2 separate regions of the Macaca mulatta genome follow, and region 1 is linked to region 2. A link is a contact called in public Hi-C data. All regions are on one chromosome and are shown on one strand. Each heading gives the region's core, a stretch centred on a gene start, on an enhancer-like site or on the middle of the called end of the contact. The rest is flanking DNA. Distances are from core to core; before and after follow the strand shown.

Region 1 (4,699 bases), core at 1,741-4,240, 320 kb after region 2:
ATGAGACCATGCCAGGGCATAATTCTTCAGAAAGGTTATTAAAGGAGAAAAGTAACATTTCAATGACCTGCTATGTACAGTATACATTTGATGTCTCTCTCTTTGGTTTTTTTTTCTTTTTTTTGAGACAGGGTCTCACTTTGTCACCCAGGCTGGAGTGCAGTGGCATGATCATAGTTCACTGGAGTCTCGGCCTGCCAGGATCAAGTGATCCTCCTGCCTCAGCCTCCCAAGTAGCTGGGAGCACAGGCACGTGACCACCCCTGGCTAATTTTTAAAACTTATTTTAGAGACAGGGACTCCCTATGACATCTTGTTTAATCCTTACGACACCCCCGTGACAAAGGTATTGTTTTCTCCATTCTACAGATGAGGAAACTGCAGGTGCAGGGGGCTTGAGCCTAGATGGAGCCCAAAGCAATGTTTTTATCAAAATGCCATGTTGTCTGAGAGGGGATAATAAGGTATGAAGAGGCCTTCCAGAGAACTAGGCTTCTCAGAATTATAGCAGAACATAAATGGCTAAGGCAAAACTTCCACTGATTTCCTCTTTCCCAGCTGAAACCATAGAGGGTATTGAAGACAAGAAAAAGAGATTCCTGCTGTGCCAGAAACCCTTTAAAAATGTGAGGGAAGGCTGGGCGCAGTGCTTCACGCCTGTAATCCCAGCACTTTGGGAGGCCGAAGAGGGCAGATCGCAAGGTCAGGAGTTTGAGATCAGCCTGGCCAGCATGGCGAAACCCCGTCTCTACCAAAAATACAAACATTAGCTAGGCATGGTGGTGCATGCCTGTCATCCCACCTACTTGGGAGGCTGATGTAGGAGAATCGCTTGAACCGGGGAGGCAGAGGTTGCAGTGAGCCAAGACTGCACCACTGCACTCCAGCCTGGGTGACAGGGCAAGACTCTGTCTCAAAAAAATAAAAACAAATAAATAAAACACGTGAAGGAATTTCACAGAGCTGAAGGTCAAGTGCCTGAGAAAGACGTTTGCTCACAAAATGCTTGGAAAAGAAAGGAGAAGGCCAGGCACAGTGGCTCACACCTGTAATCCCAGCACTTTAGGAGGCTGAGGCAGGTGAATCACCTGAGGTCAGGAGTTTGAGACCAGCCTGGACAACATGGTGAAACCCCATCTCTACTAAAAATACGAAAATTAGCCGGGTGTGGTGGCAGGCACCTGTAATCCCAGCTACTCAGGAGGCTGAGGCAGGAGAATCGCTTGAACCAAGGAGACAGAGGTTGCAGTAAGCCGAGATGGCACCACTGAACTCCAGCCTGAGCAATGGAATGAGACTCCATTTCAAAAAAGAAAAAGAAAAAAGAAAAGCAAGGAGAAAGCTACATCTATGAAAAAGCTAAGCACTGTTGGATGTGGTGGCTAACCTTGTAATCCCAGCACTTTGGGAGGCCCAGGCAAGAGGATGGCTTGAGCCTAAGAGTTTGAGACCAGCCTGGGCAACAACATAAGACCTCGTTTCTCCAAAATATTTTTAAAAAACGGGGTTGGGGGGCAGGCATGGTGGTGCGTGCCTGTGGTCCCAGCAACCTCAGGTACTAGGGAGGCTGAGGTAGAAGGATTGCTAGAGCCCAGGAGGTCAAGGCTGCAGTGAGCCATGACTGTGCCACTGCACTTGAGCCGGGACAATAGAGCAAGACCCTGTCTCAAAAAAAAAAAAAAAAAAAAAAGAAGGAAAGAAGGAAGGAAACATAATTTAAAAAATCAAGTCCAAAAAAAAGCAAGCAAGAAGAAGAAGAAGAAAAAAGCTCAGCACTGTCACAAGGAATATATGACAAGAAAAGCTGGCAATTTCTATATACCTGTGAAATCCAAATTGTCACTTGCCTTAAGGTATCAATGGTGTGATCCCAAAAGTCTGTCAAAACCTCTTCACTTTCCCCAGATCTTCCATGGCACCTCTGCTAAACTCAAGGCTTCAGTTAACACGCTGACTATTGTGGAACCATACATCGCATAGAGTACCTGAACCTGAAATCAATAAATGAACTGATCTACAAATTGGTTATGGCAAAACCAATAAACAAATTACCTTAACAGATAACTCTTTGATTGATAGATTTCTTGATAAATATGGCATCATCTGACTGGAGAATCTGATTCATGAGATCTATGCTGTTGAAAAACTCTTCAAGTTCCTGTGATCCTTCAAATTATCTTCTCCACGAGGGAGAATGACTACCTATTCTGTATTACTAAAAAGTACAAATGCCAGCAACAGAAAAGACCATATCAACAGGCTTATTAAACGGATAAACTGAAGCATCTAACGTTATTTTTGTAATCTGGTCAGTTAATAGCCAGTCGCTACTTTCAAACTGGAAAAAACAAAAACCGAAACAAAAATGTGACTGACTCCCTCAAGACCAAAATATACCACTTTTTGCCTAGACGGCACTTTGAAATAGAGGGCAATACCATCATGTTTTACGCTTGCCTTTCTACTTTTTAATACAGGTGAACTGTTTCTCCTTAATAGAAAAGAATACCAAGTAAAGAACAAATAGCAGTTATGGAAAACAGTTTCAAAAACTGCAGGGGGCTAGAGAACAAAGGACTGAGTGTAGGGAGAGAGATAAGAGATTCCCGAGGTGTGGGGCAGAGCCCACGCATCTGAATTCCAAGAACAGGCGCTTTCTGACAGAGAATACCAGGAAATGACTTCACGTCTTTCCAGACTATCAACATGCTTCATTTTTCCCAGTAGGAGAACCCAGGGCCTGTTCCACGCCCACAGACGTTGGTCAGGCAAAGCGGCCGCAAGGCGTCTGGGCTAAACGCAACCAGGTCCCGCCCCCGGCCCTGTCTGGTCCAGCCAGGCACACATTGGCAAGCTTTTGCGCCTGCGCCCACCGGGCCGGCACCTGTAGGCTGAAGTCGCCCATGCGCTAGATGGGAACGTCGTTTCTTCTCCCCTACCCCTTTTCTGTGGGGCTATTTTAGGGAGAGACTGCTTCCGGGTCGAAGGGCTTGCTTCCGGAGAGCGGGAAGGGTAAAACGCGGTAGCTAAACTGGAGTCGACATTTATTCTGTGTGGAAAAGGCTTTAGCCATGGACAGGTCAGTTCTGATGATGGCAGCTGAACCCAAAGCCTTGCCCCTCTCGCCTGTTGGCGAAACGAAATAGGTGAAACTAGACTCCCAGAAGAAGCCAAGGAGGTCCCGGGTGCTTCCCCTAAGACTCCTTCCCCATGCCGGGAAATTTGGCTACAAATGGGGAAAGGCCGCTTGGCCTGCGTCGGGTGGGGTACGGATCATAATGGTCCCCTACATTCCCACTACGTTCTGCGATCTATTCGGCGCTTTGGGGCAGCAACACTGATCGCTCCTGGGGTGGGCGGGGTAGGTAGCCCGGCGTTCGAAATGCTAAGTGACCAGCCTGTGATCACAAAGCCAGTCAGTGAAGATACTGGGATCTCAGCTCAGACTTTCTGATTACAAGTGCTAGCATCAGATACTGAGTTCCCTCTGTGATCTGGGTACTGTGCTAGCCGCCTGCAACAAAGATCAGTTATTCAAGATCCTTCACCTCGGGGAATTAGTTGTGTAGTGGAGACAACCAAGCGGTATAAAGTGATAAGTGTTTGGGGGCGATTAAGTCTCCCTGTCACTCTATCAGAAAGACCTCTCAAAGACGGTAACTTTCTAGCTGGTCTTTGCATAATAATAGTACATTATTCGTACTCCAAACATTGAGTACCTACTATATGACTGCCATTGTTGGCTTTGAATATATATTATCAGTTTATTTAATCTTCAGAACAAGAGCAATCCTATGAGGATAGGTACTGTTATCCCTTTTTCATGTATAATACTGAGACTAAAAGAGGTTAAGGAATTTGCTGAAAGTTAGGAAGCTAATAAATACAAGAACCAAATTGCCAACCTGCCTCTGTGTGTCTCCAGCCTACCTGAGGCTCTTTGAGGAGTAATTAGTTGTTGACCAGGTGCCCAAGGGGGCAAATGTAGGTCTTTGTAAAAGAAACATATTCAAAGGTGCTAGTATATGAAAAACAAAAGTACATGTAGCTCAGTGGTCACATGCAGTATATGTTTAGAGTGATGTTTGTGGCTGAATAGAAGACTGAACGCCTAAACTGGGGTCACATTGTAAATATCATTTTAGGAAATTTGCACTTCTATAAACCAGAGAGAGCTATCTGTAGGTTTTTTGTTTGTTTTGTTTTTTAATTTTAATTATTAAACATTTAAAATTTTTTCTATGGGGTTGTTTCCCATACTTTCCTGCTGAAGGAATATCTGAAGGTTTTAAGTGGAGGAAAAGCATATTAGATTCTTGTCTTAAACACAGGCCTTTTAGTCCACACAATTTAGTTTCTAGACCTTTGAGTGAAACTGACAGAGTGTTGTGATGGGACAGGAGACCTCTTTGGTTGAAATAACTTGAAGGGTCATTTTGCTACAATTTACCAGAATTTTTTTACTTACTCTTCTATCTCACAAGCTCTGTTTGTTGTTGTGGTTGTATCTCACAAGCTCTGGTTGTTGTTGTTGTCTGGTGGTGGTTGTTGTCTGGTTGTTGTTGTTTGTTTTTTAATAGTACCCATGGTTTAAAGCATTTTGGATTCTGCAGAAAATCTTTGAAGAGAGAATTCCTGCAATTAGGTAACTTCTCAATCCAACCAGGGAAATAAGATTCACTTTTATGAAGCAATTACC
Region 2 (4,537 bases), core at 372-2,871:
TAGCACATGATACTGTGGAGGCAAAAATAGAGGAAAAGAGGGTCTATAATGGCCCTCCAGATCTCCATGTTCTGATGTCTCTTGTCATCCATACTCTCATGTTGTTTATTTCTTGCATTGACTAATGAATAAAGCTCTCATTAGGAACATTCCATGCATTGCTAGGTCCTGATAGTCATCTTTGACTTTGCACTTTGTCTCCTATCCCACATCTGTTCCATCAGCAAATCCTATTGTCTCTACCTTGTGAGTGTACCCAGAATCCAACAGCGTCCCCACCTGTACTGCCAATGCCCCAGCCCAACGTTCACCATCACTCCTCTGCTTCATCACCACCATGGCCGCCCAGTTGGCATCCCTACCTCTGCCCTTGCCTGAGAGAGTCTACTCTCCACAGCAGCTGGGGTGCTCATGTGAAAACATGCATCACATCATGAGGCTGCTCTGCTCCATGCCCCCAGGAACAGGCTATCCCCCTCAGACTAAAAGCCCAGGACCTCCAAATGGCCTACAAGGCCCCACCGGTCCTTTCCAATCACCCCATCTGTCCTCCCTTCTCTCACCATTACCCAGCCACATTGCCTGTTTACTGTTTCTGAGGAAGGCACCTCCGTCCTCAGGGCTCTTGTACATTCTGTTCATTTTCCCTGACACACCCTTCCTCAGATAGCCATGTGACATTACCCCTTCGGTCTCCAGACCTTGGCTCAAGTGTCACTTTTTCAGGGAGACCTTCCCTAACCATCCCCAACATGCTCTGCTATCTGCTCTGCTATCAACATCTGACAATCCACTTATTAAACATGTTTATTGCCTGCCTCCCTCCACCAAAATGTCAGTTCCATGAGGGTGAGGATTGTTATTTCATTCATTCCCAGCTCCTTGAGCAAAACCTGATGCATCATTGGCATGCAACAAATAATAGTCGAATGAATTCATCTACCTGGTAGTCCTTGGCTGGAAAAAGTTTTTGATTTTTTGTCTTTATGAAACTAAACTACCTGCCAAAAAGACAAAGAGAAATTGCATTTAAATAAAACTTAAAACAAGTTGCAGAATTTGCATAGCATAATCTCATTTTCAGTTTTTAAATTATATGTGTGGGCATATATTATTGAACACTAACTGTATGCTAGCAGCATGATAAACAGACTATACATGGGTTATGTACTATACTCTTATATAAATGTTCATAATTGCATAATAAAAGCACTGGAAAACACACACCAAACTGTTAGCAAGTGGGAGTGAGGTTTGAGGGAGTGAGGGAAGACTAGCTTTTACTTTACACCATTCTTCATTAATTGAATGCTTTACAATGGAAATATTTTATAAATACAAAAAGAAAAACATCTGAAGAAACAATATCAGCGCCATCTCTATTGAACATTTTTCATCTTGCAGTTTTAACTTCTCACAGAATCCTTTCCTTTGGACTTGACGACTCTGGGCCTGTGCTAATTGCAGTCTCTCAGGAATTCCTCCTTGGCGACCATAGAAAATATTACAGGTGTCTGTGCTACCCAGAAAGCAAAGGGTTGTGGTGCTTTCTTTTTTCTTTTGAGTTCCATTGCAGTTGGTACAGTGATGAAATGAGAAATATTACACACAAGATTGCCACAATCCTCATTTTTGGCCTATCTTTATGTCCCACACATTCTTTTAAGATTTCTATCGCCTCAGTGTTGTCGATTTCCACACCCACAGCCTAACAAGGTGGTGCAATCGCCCTTTGCCACGCCCCAGAGCAACAGAAGGATGCTGCCCTGCTGCAGTTTCACAGCACACAGGGTCTTTCCGCTTCAGCTGGACAGAGGCCCCGCCAGGCCGTAGGGAGGATTCCGAAGGTCTCTCTGCAGAGGCCCGGCCTCTCAGACCGAAAAGGCTCCACCCAGGCAGCAAAGGACACTGTATGTGGGGCAGTCGGCCTGGGCCCCATGGCTCGTGTTTGTTGCCGAGTTGGGCAATGTGGGCTGCGGTTCACAGGGCAACACAGACTTCACCACCTATCACATCGGGGCTGGTGCAGCTGAGAAGGGCTGCTTCTTGCCTCTTGGTGACCACGCTCTCTCCCAGGCTGGGCCCACAGGAAGTCGGGCCGGGAAGGGAGGAGGCACTGCAAGCTGTGGGAACCACACCGGCTCCTTCACTGCTGACAAAGATCTACTCCACCCCCACTGAGAAACTAGCTCAGAACCAGCTTTCCTCCTCCTCCGCAGCCCTCATGCCCTGAATGACTGACTTGGGGGATGTTTACACTCATTTTTTTCATACTTAAGGGGGTGTAGGTGCCAGATCAACTTGTTCACCACTCAGACCGCACACAAGCAGCCTTACGTTGAAACTTGTTCAACCTCCAGTAATCAAGTCATGCAAGTGGAGAAAACTAGATAGCATTGCACATACACATATACATACACAGGCATATATAGACACATATATATCCATACATATGTGTGTGTGTGTGCGCGATGTTATCTAGTTTTCTCTTTATATATATTTAAAAATTACGTATATATATACACACACACACATATATATAGTTTTAATGCTAATAGTGCTTGCCAAATGCTTGGTTTCAGTTGACTGCTGGCAGAGTGTACAACCTTGGTACAACCTCTCTGAAAGGCACTTTGACAACAGATACCAAAAGCCTTCATATTCACAGTAATTCCACTTCAAGAATTTAATCTAAAGAAACGTAAAATGTATATACAAGGTTGTTCCTTCTAAGGTTACATCTACAAGTATAGACTAAAGCCATTCAAAATAATCTTTTGGAAGGCTTTTAAGGGCATAAAAAAGTCACCATAATAAATGAAAAGCCCTACACTTATATAAAAATGGACATAGTCTCATGTAAAAATATGTGTGTGCATATGTATATATGCATGTGAGTGTTTCTGTGTACAAAGAGAGAAGGAGCACTTCCTTTCTCTTGAACTAACCTCTGCCCTTGGCTTCCAATCACTGCATTCTTTCCTAGTTTTCTTCTAGTCTACTGGCTGCTCCTTTGTTCTCCCATGTTGCATCCTTCTCCTCTTCCCAACCAATCCATATTGGAGGGCTCAGTCTCCGTCCTCAGACCTCCTGGCCATCTACATGTCACTCCTGAGACCATCTCCTCTACATTCTCTCTATGCCGATAATCTGCCAGATAAAATCTCCCTGCCCATCCTCTTCCCCTAAGCTCCCGACTAGAAATCCTTGCTTAGGTGTGAAATTCTTACTTGGCCTTCTTATATCCAAAATGGAACTCTTGATTTCCATTACTGTCTCCTTCCCCTCACACACACACACACCTGCTTCCATCTCATTGTTTCCCATCTCAGTAAATGGATCATCCTTTCACCAGAGATGGGACTAGAAACCAGGGCATCATATGCTTGATGCCTTCCTTCTTCTCTCATACCTTACGTTCCAACCCATTAGTAGCAAGTCCTTTTGTCTCTATGTTCAAAATATGCACCAAATCCAGCCCCTCTCCTCATCAGCACTGCCCACTCCTCTGCCACCAGCATCTCTCCCCTAGACTTCTATGAGAGCCACCCCGTTAGTCTCCCTGAATTCACACTGCCCGCCTACAATCTGTTCTCTATAAAGCAACTAATGATCCTTTTATAAAATAAATTACATCAGAAGGCATGAAACCTATAAACAAAATGTTAAAAGTTATCCAGGAATGATGAGATTATGGGCTGTTCTTATTTTATTCTGTCTGCTTCTCTACTATTTGTCAAATTTCTAACAATAAACACATTTCACTTTTACCAGTAAGAAATCAAAATGTTGATTTGAAAAAACAAAATTACAGGTTTCAGGCTGAAAGGGCAGGAGTTTACTCCCATGAATCAGCCCTGACAAACCAACACCAGGCAAGTTACAGAGTAGTAATGCGTTCCCAACCTCCAAAGGCAGCAGCAAGAAGCAGGGAAGAATGTCCTAAACCAAGGCAGCAAATACATGGCACTTGTGATGCCACTTCTGCCTCGTATACACATAGCAGACATCACTAAATGACTGGCACCATTGCCAGCTGAGCCTGGATGCAGCCTCACATCCTTCTCAACACAGAGGCAGCCACTATCATTCAATTAGGGTTGACACTTACATATTTACCATCTGTAATAAGCATTGTATCCCAGGATTGTGGACTTAAATTATTATGCTCCTTTACAAATGAATATAATGCACTCAATATTTTCAAATTACTTTTACATCTAAAATCTCATATACCTTCACAAAACCTCAGAAGGTAGGAAGAGCAGGTATTTTTTAATTTTTATTTTTACTTAAGATCTGGGGTACATGTGCAGGATGTGCAGGTGTGTTGCATAGGTAAACGTGTACAATGGTGGTTTACTGCATCTATCAACCTATCACCTAGGTATTAAGCCCAGCATGCGTTAGTCATTTTTCCTAATAAGAGCAGATATTTTTACCCCCCTTTTAATACAATTGAGGGCCACAACAGTTAAAGTCACACAGCAGAGGCCTGGTTTCCTCATGGCCACACTCCCCAGTGCTTTTCTGTGGT

Evidence for each region. Hi-C and Micro-C count contacts between places; a contact is called where the count stands out from the background.
Region 1: a contact with region 2 is called in a Hi-C map of CD4 T cells, with 3 times the contacts expected there. The contact joins the promoter of NUP107 here to the enhancer-like site in region 2. A contact is called at or near these places in 4 of 14 Hi-C or Micro-C datasets (CD4 T cells, blood, cortical neurons and 1 more).

The regions. Positions count from the first base shown.
Region 1 is chr11:75,807,621-75,812,319 of T2T-MMU8v2.0, forward strand. NUP107 (nucleoporin 107) reads left to right here and starts at 2,991. Exons shown (of 28, transcript NM_001261486.1): 1 at 2,991-3,079. The coding sequence starts at 3,072.
Region 2 is chr11:75,485,405-75,489,941 of T2T-MMU8v2.0, forward strand. No RefSeq gene overlaps it. Among named protein-coding and RNA genes, the nearest start is that of MDM1, 35 kb to the left of the region's middle. Within about 2 kb of position 1,622, at least 20 of the 40 cell types and tissues checked have an H3K27ac peak or open chromatin away from gene starts, as enhancers often do. A contact at or near this core is called in CD4 T cells, blood and cortical neurons, where this site is marked.